Regions from separate parts of the Zea mays genome. Here regions 2 and 3 are each linked to region 1. The links are chromatin contacts, called in public Hi-C maps. All regions are on one chromosome and are shown on one strand. Each heading gives the region's core, a stretch centred on a gene start, on an enhancer-like site or on the middle of the called end of the contact. The rest is flanking DNA. Distances are from core to core; before and after follow the strand shown.

Region 1 (3,421 bases), core at 534-3,033:
CGGTTGGCGGCGCCTGGAGAGTAGAAGTCGAGCGCGTTCCTGCGGTCGTCGATTTCGCTGTCGCGCCACGGAACACCACCGCCGCTAGGAACAAAAGTCATGCAGTCGCACTGGAGAGCAGGTCCGCGCGGAGCAGGGGCAGTCTGGAGATGTAGCACCGGCGCTACGAGGAAGATGAAGATGGGGGAAGAAGAAACAGGCGGTTACGTGCGGGGAAAGGAAGTAAGGTTAGGGAAGGGAAGAAAATGAGGGAAACGAAGGGAAGGCACCTCTAGAACGATGACGGGAGGCGATCCGCCATGGATCTCGTCTATGGGGACGCTTGTCCGCCGCAGTCGTGCTGACTTCGCCGCGCTCGCTCGTGTCGCGCAACCGCCGCCACTGAAACTCTAGTTTTGGCCATCTCTGAAGGCCAGGTAGAGCAGTTGGTTTTATACGATGGTACATGAGCGTAAACTTATGTATAACTAAGCGTAAACATTATAGTGGGTGGACTGGATAGTGCGCCTGGTCAACCGGGCGGATGGCCGGACCTTCCTGTAGTTAAACAGAGCTCAGGGCTATATATATATATATCTTTTCGTGCAACCCGACTTATATAAGCAAGGACAGGCTCAAGAGATGTAACTACTTGTTGTTTAGTTCGAAAATATGACACTCAACTTTTGCAAAATTAAACAACTTATTTATTTGGATGCTATACAATGACATCGAGATGGACTAGCTATCTGATTCTGTAAACGTTGAGTGACATATTTACAATTATTCAAAAAATAGGTTTAACAAAATGTTTGTTTGGTTACCTGCATATATACATCAAATTAAATTGAAACGTAAAAAAGTACTAAGATAATATTTCTTTATTTAAATTAACTGTATACTATTTTTTATCATGTGAAGCCTTAATCTTCTATAAAATATACCGATACAACTTAAAACATGTTAATTAGCTAATATCGTATTTGCTCAATAATACCTCCGTTTTTTAATGTTTCTCGTTCACTAGTTTATTTTTGAACTAAAACACGATAAATATAAAAAAAATGAGGTACTATATCCTAGGAGCCTTATGGTAAAGAAACATATTCCATTTTCGTACACGGGCTCCTTTTGCATCTCTCGAGCGAGGCTCAAACGAATTACTTGTACCCACGATAAAAAATAACCCTATTAAATCACCCATATATATTAGTGGGTATAGATTTACCTCCATATATATATCCATATGGGTATAGATTACCCATATCCATAAAAATTAAACATTTATCAAAATATTATATTATACAAATGCCAAGTATATCCATGTAAATACTATTACAAAATTTCTAGCATCATTTAACCATCCATTCAAAAACACCAAATATAATTAGATAAAGTAGCAACACTATGATAGTACTACATAGCATATTATATGTTTCATTACATGACCATCAATTAGTCCTTAAACCTTCTATGACATTACAACCTAAAATGTTGTTAAATAGTGAAAAAGATGGATGAGTGAAGTCAAGTTCATGCCTTTGGGTATTTTATACCCACGGGTTAACAGATATGCTTGAGTCCGGAACGTTTTAATCCTTGTTTAACCGTTGGGTGAAATTTTTTTGCTCAATAAAAGACTCACGCGTAAAATATTTAGTTTATATATACCTTAACGGAGGTATCGAGTGACGGAGATTGCCATCTCAGTTGAACCTGCTTCGCCTTATACGCGGGGGACCATACAGGCTAAGGTGGAAACAAAGACAGGAGAAAGCGGCCCAGTAGCGCCGCCGGAGGGGCAAAGCTGTAAACTTGAGCTGGAAGCACTGCGCCCCTGTCTTCACACCAGTTTGCTGTTTCTTTTTCACCCCGAGCGCGAGAACTAGGGCGACCGCAGCACTACGCCCCTGCTGCCCATGTCTTCGTCGGGGCCTTTGCCGGCGACCGGAACCCACCACGGCAGGTATGTATCCGCCCCTTCTCTTCCCTTCCTGATGTGCAAATTTGAGCACCCGAACCCTAGCTCGAGCTATTTGGCTATTTGTATTCGGATCTAATCTAGTTTGAGCTATCTGGTTATCTTTATCCGTGTCTGATCTCATTACAAGTGTATGAATTAATTACGCCTACTAACTTCGTACATGTGTACACCCATCTATTTTGTTGGGTTCGACCCTGATTAAAATCAAGTGTGATAACCAATGGAATTTTAACATAGATCCTCTTGCGTGTTGTTTTGTACAAAATAATTTATGATCACACCTGAAATTTGCTCTAATTAATGTCCCTTCTTTTATCAAGTCAAAGGGCAGAGTGTAAATCCCAGGGTTCCACTTCTGCACGCAAGGTACAAAAGGCTGATCGTGAGAAGATGCGAAGAGATAAATTAAACGAGCAGTTCCAGGACTTGGGAAATGCACTTGGTATGTAGTTTTCAAGGATTTTCTTGGATCTCTTTGCTCCTATGATATACAAATGGAATCATTTAATTTTGAAAGGCTAAATCAGCAAGAATGTTTATCTTAAAGCGCAAACTATGTCTATGACCTGTCCATCCTATACAACCAACATATGCTCCAGTCCAGTGTCATATATCAACTATATAGCACGTCCACGGTGCCATGCTGTATACCAATCTCTTCAAGTTGACTAGTAAAGTTAGCGAGACTATATAGTTATTACCGTAATGCCTTATATTAGAGATATTGTATGGTACTAGTAAAAAATTGTGAGGTCTATCAGGCCCTAGCGATGTTGGAAGGTCATGTAGGGCCTGTTTTGGCAATAATGTTTCTCAAAACCATAGTTTTTTAATACTACACTTTGCAATTGCCATGACAATACCGTAATTTTGGCAGCTTCAAAAATACTATGGTTGAGAAACATTGTTTGGATACAACATTGTAAAAAAAACTCGGACAGGGAGGGAAAGACCACCCTCCTGGTATTATATTAAGAAGAGACCGAAACATAGTCCCGATCGAGAAAATCCCTGAACCCTAGTCTCCCATCACTAGCGGGCCGTCGCCGCCCATTCTGCAATGGCCCAGCCGGAGGGTGGCACACAAGACGTAACTCGGGAGCGAGCGGGGCACAACGAGGAGTGTTTTTTAACCAAGTCCGAAATTCGCCCCCGAGGGGGATCGAACCTGGGACCTGGAGGTGCTACTCGGAAGCCTTAACCATTACGCTAGAGGCCCTTTCACATTAGATACAATATTGTAAACCATGGTATTAGGCAAAAGCTAGCCATTGGCATGAAAACTTTAGGTTGGAGTGGATTTTCCAATACTCCAAAAATACCATGGTATCTAGAATACCATGGTTTTGAAAAAATAGTTTTCAGGAATGCAACCAAACACCTATCTCTTTCACATTGTACCTTACCAAGGGCATGTTTGGTTCGGACTAATTGGAAAGAGGGAATGGGACTTAGGAG
Region 2 (3,421 bases), core at 550-3,049, 450 kb before region 1:
CCACCACGGCCGGGTTGATGAGCCACATATCCCTATTGAAGAACCTGGCGTCGATGAGCTTGCGGTTGCAAGCGACGTCGTGCTTGACGGAGTCCTGATAGGATCCCTTTCCGTGGGCTGGCATGTGATCGTCGCTGTCTTTTGGTCTTGGACGAACAATTTTTACTAGTGTTTTAAAAATGCATGTCACAAACATCATGGCACCTCCTATCGCTACCGTCACGCCATATACATTGGTCATTGGTGTGTGACGGACTAAAGAAAACTTTATACGTCGCAAGGGTCGTGGAACGGAGTTGAGTCGCGCCACGGCACTGTGTTTCTTCATGTCTCACATCTCCATTAACTCCAATTGGTAGTGTTTGGTTGAAGAGTCAAGTAGAACGGAGCTATTCTGTTCCAGTTTTGTTGTTGTTTGGTTACAAAGTAACTAGAACGGAATGACTCCAATTAGAGAATATTCTCCTCAGATCCGGAACCAATCCGCTCTAAAAAATCAACCGGACGGAGCCGCTCCGTTCCCATCCCGCTCTCACAGTCACGCTCCATTCCGTTCACTCTGCAACCAAACAAAAAACAGAGCCGCTCCGTTCCAGATTACCAAACACAGAACAGAGCGGCTCCGTTCCTATAATCAGGGATGGAACGACTCCGTTCTACTTAACTCCTCAACCAAACACTATCTTATCTTAGGGTTACAGGCAGGTCATAAATATTGACAGTGTAGCATTTATAATTATATTATTTAAGGCTTACTACAGTAAACAATTGATCTCTTGAGGGAATCTCGTACGTCTAACGTGCATCCTTTCTGTTTCCACGAGTAGTCCTTGATCTAATCACGAGTCGCTCGTGAATTTTCGTTGGCTTGCAGATCCTGCCGTAATTTCTCGTCCCCACAACGCCATCGCTGCTCAACTATGGGGATTAGGAGGGTCGACTCTTAGGACAACAACAACACGTACACGAACTTTAGGTGCAGGTCTGCACGAGACCAATCTAGCCAGCAGGGATCTGAGATCAAGGTGTTTTTTTTTTAAAAATGTGCATCGACTCATTATTATCCTTTGTTAATATGAATGTCGCTGCTATTAATGTTAACTTGAAAAATTCACCTATGGGGCATGATAGCGATTATTTTCAGCTTGATATATTTGACCCTAAATACTGGGATTTCCTTGATACGATTAATTTGTGTGAATTTTTTTAATTACCTATGATGATTAGCGGGTGAAGAAAGAGAATTGAATCGTTAGATCATGTAACCAATGACATGATGAGCAATTTTTGTGCAACTTCACGAGGAGGTATGAAAACAATGTTTTTAAGCACCCTTTGAGGAACTTGAAAAATTTCATGAAACTGGTCTATAGTTTCAGTTTTTTTGAAGTTAGAGCTCATAAAGCTGTACCTATTTGGATAGAAGAAGCTGAAATAGACTTGAAATTCTTGAAATGCTCTCCTAAATAGGGCCTATATCATTATGAGAAGTGAGTTTCGCCACTTTTCTATTAATTGAATAGGATTTGTCTGAATACCATTATAAAATTAGACCTATACTCTGTAATGCTATTAAGGCGAAGCCTATTCAATTAATAATAAAGTCGCTAAACCACTTCTTAATGCTATTAAGCCGAAGCCTATTCAATTAATAATAAAGTCGCTAAACCACTTATTATAATGACATAATTCCAAATTTCTCCGAACACGAGGAAAAGAGTTGTCCAAACTGGGCTGGCCTTCTGGCTTCTCGGTGGTGGTTTGGGATTTTGGGCTGTAGGATTCCGGGACTCTACTGCATGGCCGAAGGCTCGAAGCCCATTATTATAACCTATCAACGGGCCTATTCAGATTTCAGAGGTCGATACGGAACCCTAGGCGTCTATCCATTAGAAAATTGGACTGATTGACCGCACCGATTCCGCGATACGTTCCCGAATCCAACCCATCTTCGTCCGCTCCGGCCACTCGTTTCGCCGCCGTCGGTCGCCACCCGCAAGGTGAGGACCCCTTGGATCCATGGTTACGAGAGTTTTCTATTTTTATTGCAAAAGACTTCCTTGATGCGGTTTACTTACCACTGATGACGCGGTAGGTTTGGAGGATAAGATTCGGGAGGGATGGCTTCCGGTGGGCAGCCGCAGTTCCGGTACACGCAGCCGCCGTCGAAGGTGCTCCACCTGCGGAATCTGCCGTGGGACTGCACTCCAGAGGAGCTGGTCGAGCTGGGGACCCCCTTCGGCAAGGTCGTCAACACCAAGTGCGGCGTCGGCGCCAACCGCAATCAGGCATTCATCGAATTCGTGAGTACTACCAGCTTTCCCTCCTGCTTATGTTAGCGAGCCTGACTCGTATTGGCCAGCCACTTGTCTGTCTGGTGGACACGGAGATGTCAGAACCAGAGTATCAGACTATGTAGATCGGACTTCCGGATCATTAGTACTGAATTGTGGCAAAGTGGTTGTAATATACAGTACATTAGTTATCCAGTTAGTTTTGGGGGAGAAGCTATGTTCTCTGGCTCATGTTGCTGTTACTTAAATCAGCCAGTTGGATGTGCCAGTTGCATAGGAGGTTTGTCATTGGAATTTGGAACTGACCAATTCGATTTGACTGCAATTAGTAATGGTTGTACCCCCCCCCTCTGTTTCTTGTCGCCTAGGTTCTATGATATGTGGTGAAAAAGAACAATCTTAACCCCATTATGAAGTCTTGGCACAAGAAAAAACCCCATGATTATATTATCATGGACTTCCTTTTTGGTAAAGAGAAGTGAGACCACTGAAATATCTGTGGAAATTTGTCTTGGAGGGGGGGGGGATGATTTATCGTCTGGTGAAACAGCTGTGATATGTGACTGCATGTTCTTTTTAATTCCTTTTATTGTTTTGCAGGGCGACCAAAATCAAGCTATTGCCATGATATCATATTACGCATCGTCAACAGAGCCAGCACAGGTAAGAGGGAAAAATGTGTACCTTCAGTACTCAAATAGACAGGAGATTGTCAACAACAAGGCAACTGGGGAAGGTTCAGGCAACGTTTTGCTTGTGGGAATGGAGGGTGTTGCACCAGATTCTGTCAGCATTGATGTTCTACACGTGGTAAGGATGTTAACAGTTGCATCGAGATTTATGTTATTTAGGCCAACTGATTTTATCTGCAGGAATACTTTGATGTGCCAGGACTGTCTTAGTAACTTCTAGCACATTGTTTTGCATGATCTGAATGGATTAGCAAGCCGTTGTCACGGAGTATCATGGCAGGAAGCATCTGGAACACATGTCTGTGTTTGTTTCCTCTCCCTTACTCATCGCTGCCCTACTCCTCCCCTACCCTCCCTCCCCTGCACCTCTTCTCCCTACCTTTCCCCTCCCATACCCTTTCATCCAAGTACCCTCTTAGGGTTGGTCACATCTAC
Region 3 (3,421 bases), core at 400-2,899, 290 kb before region 1:
AATTTCGCCGCGATTTGCAGCTATATGGAACTTTCCAGCCAACTACCTGGAGGAAACAGCAGAAAACTACGTGCAGATTTCCTCCATAATAATTCTAGAAAACTACGCATCGATTCTTGAATACTAATGGTCACAACTCACGAGGACTAATAGGAAGCAATAGGCGCACACGTTGTTCTTGGTGGGGCTCGCCAGGGTGTACCTAATACTAATACATGTGTGCGCCAGGACAGATCGTTTCGACTTTCGAGCTAGCATGCTGCGAGGCGAATTAAAGCCAAGGTCCTACCTAAATGTGTCGCCGCGAAATTCTTTATTCGAGTGATCGAGTCAGGACAGATCGTTTCGAGCTAGCCCCACTAAATTCTTCCAAAAAAAAATCAAAAAAGGAAAATAAACAACAAGTGGCAGTGGGACCGCATTCACCTTCGGCCTCTGACGTACTGCAGAGAGCAGTTGGGCCACTGCACGTGGGCCCTGTCACACGCGGGGCCCACGCGTCAGTGGCTCCTCCCCACGTCAGAGGATCTCGTTCCCCTTCAGGACAGGCTAGGCCAGGCAGCGACGGCGTCCAGATCAGACGAGCCCCGAGCTAGGCGGCCATGGTTTATCATTGTGAATTTGTGATGCTATGCTATAGGTGTGTGTGGTCGCGCAAATGGCTCACCTTGATCTCGGGGATGACGTAGGCCATGTTACAGAGGAAGGCCAGCTGCGCGAACAGCCGCGCCTCTCCGAGCGGGGCCCGCGCCAGCAGCTTGGCGAAGGAGTCGCGGTCCCACCTGGCGTCCTCCTCCTCGCCGTCGTCCTCGTAGCTGACGCCGCACCCGCCGTCGTGGTGGTGGTCAGCGTCGAGGCGGTAGAGGTCCTCGTCGTCGTCGTCGTCGTCGTGGTCGAGGACGTCGCGCCAGGTCGGGTCGTGGAAGCGGGAGCGGACCTCCAGGAGGCGGTCGAGCCAGTGCGCCTCGGGCCTCCTGGCGGGCGGCATTTCCGGGCAGGGCTCCGGCGGGTCGGCGTCGTCGGCGACGGTGAGGAGGCGGGAGCCGTCGCCGCCGCCGTCGGGCAGCGGCGGCGGGCGCAGCGGCGCGGCGCCGAACTGGAACGGGAAGACGCCGATGGAGCGGCTGGTGGTGAGCGCGGCGCCCGCCGCGCCCCCGCGGCGGGGGCAGCGGAGGTGCGGCTCGGAGCGCGAGCGCCGGATGCCGGCGTGCATGGTCGCCGGCTCCCTCCTGGCCCCGCGGCGCCGCCCCGACGCCGCCGCCGCCGCGGCGCCCGCGGCAGCGACGGTAGCCACCATGTCCGCGTTGTGATCTTGGAGGCAGAGAAGAGAGGCGCGCGAGGAGAGAGGGGAGTTTAATTCGGCAGATGGCCCTCTGTCCTCCGCGCGGTGGAGATGTTGGGCGTTGGTGGTTAGCTTCTTGGTGGTGACCAGACCAGACCAGACCAGCAACAGAGACGGGCGGGTTTGGTTGGTCAGCCCGTGCGGTGTTGCAGGGCACGGCGCAATTCTGCAGCAAATGGCTATGCGGGCTTTAAAAAGCGCACGGTTTGGGAAGGGCAGCCCGGAGGTGGAAACCGAGGGTGGTGACGGGGCAAGAAGCCGGAGACGCCACGACAGCGTGAGGACCGGTGAAGACGTGAACAAATAGGCCAATGGATTTCGACACTTGTTCAGCCGCAGCAGCAGGCTATTTGAGACCAGATCGGAGGGGTATTTCCGGGAATACTGAACACTGGCATGGCACCTTACGCGAGCAGTAAAAAGTATACAGCGCTGCCTGCTGCTGCTGCACCTGCATGCGGGGGCGGGTCGAGGGTGGGCGGCGGAGACGGGAGGGAAAAAAGAATAAAAAATGGCAGCAGGTTCGTCCGGCATCGGTGTCTCCGCCGCCCGCAGGAGACGAAAAGAAAGAGGGGCGGAAGCAGCATGAGTGTCTTGCTTGGACGGAGTGAGCACTCTACGTCCCTTAGGAGGAGGCTAGGAGTATTATGGCTGTAAAAATAAATAAATAAATCGCTGGTAGTTACTCCAAACGCCCGTTCTTCTGTGTCTGTTACCACTACCGAACTTCCAGCTCGACCGACCTGTTCCATTTTCTTTCGCTCGGACAAAGACAAAGGCAAAGACCTTCAGCCGCATGCAATGCAACGCAGGAGCCTGACCTACCGAGCTTGCCCTCGCCGCAGCTTGTGCTTGTCTGAGACATTCTGATGAGACCGAGGGGCGAGGGCGAGGACAGGATACACGAAGCGGGTATCGGAGACGCCGTCCCTTGCGTGGACGCCAACGATGCGGAAACCTTGTTGCAGCCAAGTAAAAAAAAAAAAAACAAGCATTGCGACAGCGACCGATTCATCAACGACGACGGGTTATATATAGTTTTCTTCTTCTTCTTCTTCTTTTTCCCCCTTTTTATTAGCAAGAGGATGGAGTCGAGACCGGCCATTGGAGCGTCTCTCTAAAGATTAGCATTACGCAGTGCAAGGTTTGATCGACGAGTACATTGGAGCGAACTACTGCTATTGTTGTGTCTATATAGATCTCGCTGGTGATGGCGAGGAGAGCGATCTTGTGTGTGTGTGTGTGTGCAGAGTGCAGACGACGCCAGAGCCACAGCAGGTGTGGTAAGGTAGTAGAATGAAATGGATTGAATGGCGATATGAATGCTCATCAGTCATCATAAGGCTGGCACACCGAGTACCACCACGATCTGACGATGGACGGCGCGGTGTGTGTGCGCATGAGAACAGTTGCCACTCACATCACATGCTCATCACTCTGGTGTGTAGACGTGTACTCCTGCCAGCGGGCAGCGCTCTCTGCATCTGCACGCATTCACTCTCGATCGCTGCTCCGCGCTACGTACGTACGCAGGTACGCTGCCTGGCCTGGCTGCCTCTCCCTCCCTCGCTCCCTCCCGTCGGCACCACGGGGGCGGTGGCACATGTGCGACTGCATGCCTCGCACGGTGGCGGTCTGGCGGACGCTGGGGAGTCGAGACTCGAGAGTGCAGCCACACCGCAGGCAAGCATGGGTTGCCCTGTCCTCGCGTGGCTGCGGCGCCGCTCTGCGTGCCGCCACGTGCCAAGTGCTTGCCCTACGGTCAGCTCCTGCGCTGTGTATCAAGTTTTTTTTTTTTTTGAGTCTCGTCGACATGGTGTTGAGTTGCAGAATCTCTTATCAGTTAGTCGCATTTTACTGGTCCTTTATTGAAGTCCGCAGTCACAAAAAAAAAACTGAGCTGTTAAGCTTCCGTACCCTTCCTTGGATGGAATGGATGGTTGATTAGTGGTCAGATCCTGGCAACACAGCATTTGAGTCCGTCCGAGCCCGCACAAACAGGCCAGCAGCACACAAATATCGTGACACGGTTGACCATGACGCGCCCACCCCCACGACATACGCATGGCCCGTCGAGCT

Evidence for each region. Hi-C and Micro-C count contacts between places; a contact is called where the count stands out from the background.
Region 2: a contact with region 1 is called in a Hi-C map of ear, with 1.8 times the contacts expected there. The contact joins the promoter of LOC103651483 here to the promoter of LOC100286079 in region 1. A contact is called at or near these places in 2 of 25 Hi-C or Micro-C datasets (ear and endosperm).
Region 3: a contact with region 1 is called in a Hi-C map of tassel, with 2.1 times the contacts expected there. The contact joins the promoter of LOC100502484 here to the promoter of LOC100286079 in region 1. A contact is called at or near these places in 2 of 25 Hi-C or Micro-C datasets (ear and tassel).

The regions. Positions count from the first base shown.
Region 1 is chr3:224,006,394-224,009,814 of Zm-B73-REFERENCE-NAM-5.0, forward strand. It overlaps LOC100286079, which reads left to right and starts at 1,784. Exons shown (of 5, transcript NM_001158967.1): 1 at 1,784-1,945; 2 at 2,284-2,405. The coding sequence starts at 1,899.
Region 2 is chr3:223,553,102-223,556,522 of Zm-B73-REFERENCE-NAM-5.0, forward strand. It overlaps LOC103651483 (polypyrimidine tract-binding protein homolog 1), which reads left to right and starts at 1,800. Exons shown (of 11, transcript XM_008677125.4): 1 at 1,800-2,000; 2 at 2,096-2,303; 3 at 2,895-3,104. The coding sequence starts at 2,121.
Region 3 is chr3:223,719,993-223,723,413 of Zm-B73-REFERENCE-NAM-5.0, forward strand. It overlaps LOC100502484 (alpha/beta-Hydrolases superfamily protein), which reads right to left and starts at 1,650. Exons shown (of 2, transcript NM_001196962.2): 1 at 668-1,650. The coding sequence starts at 1,297.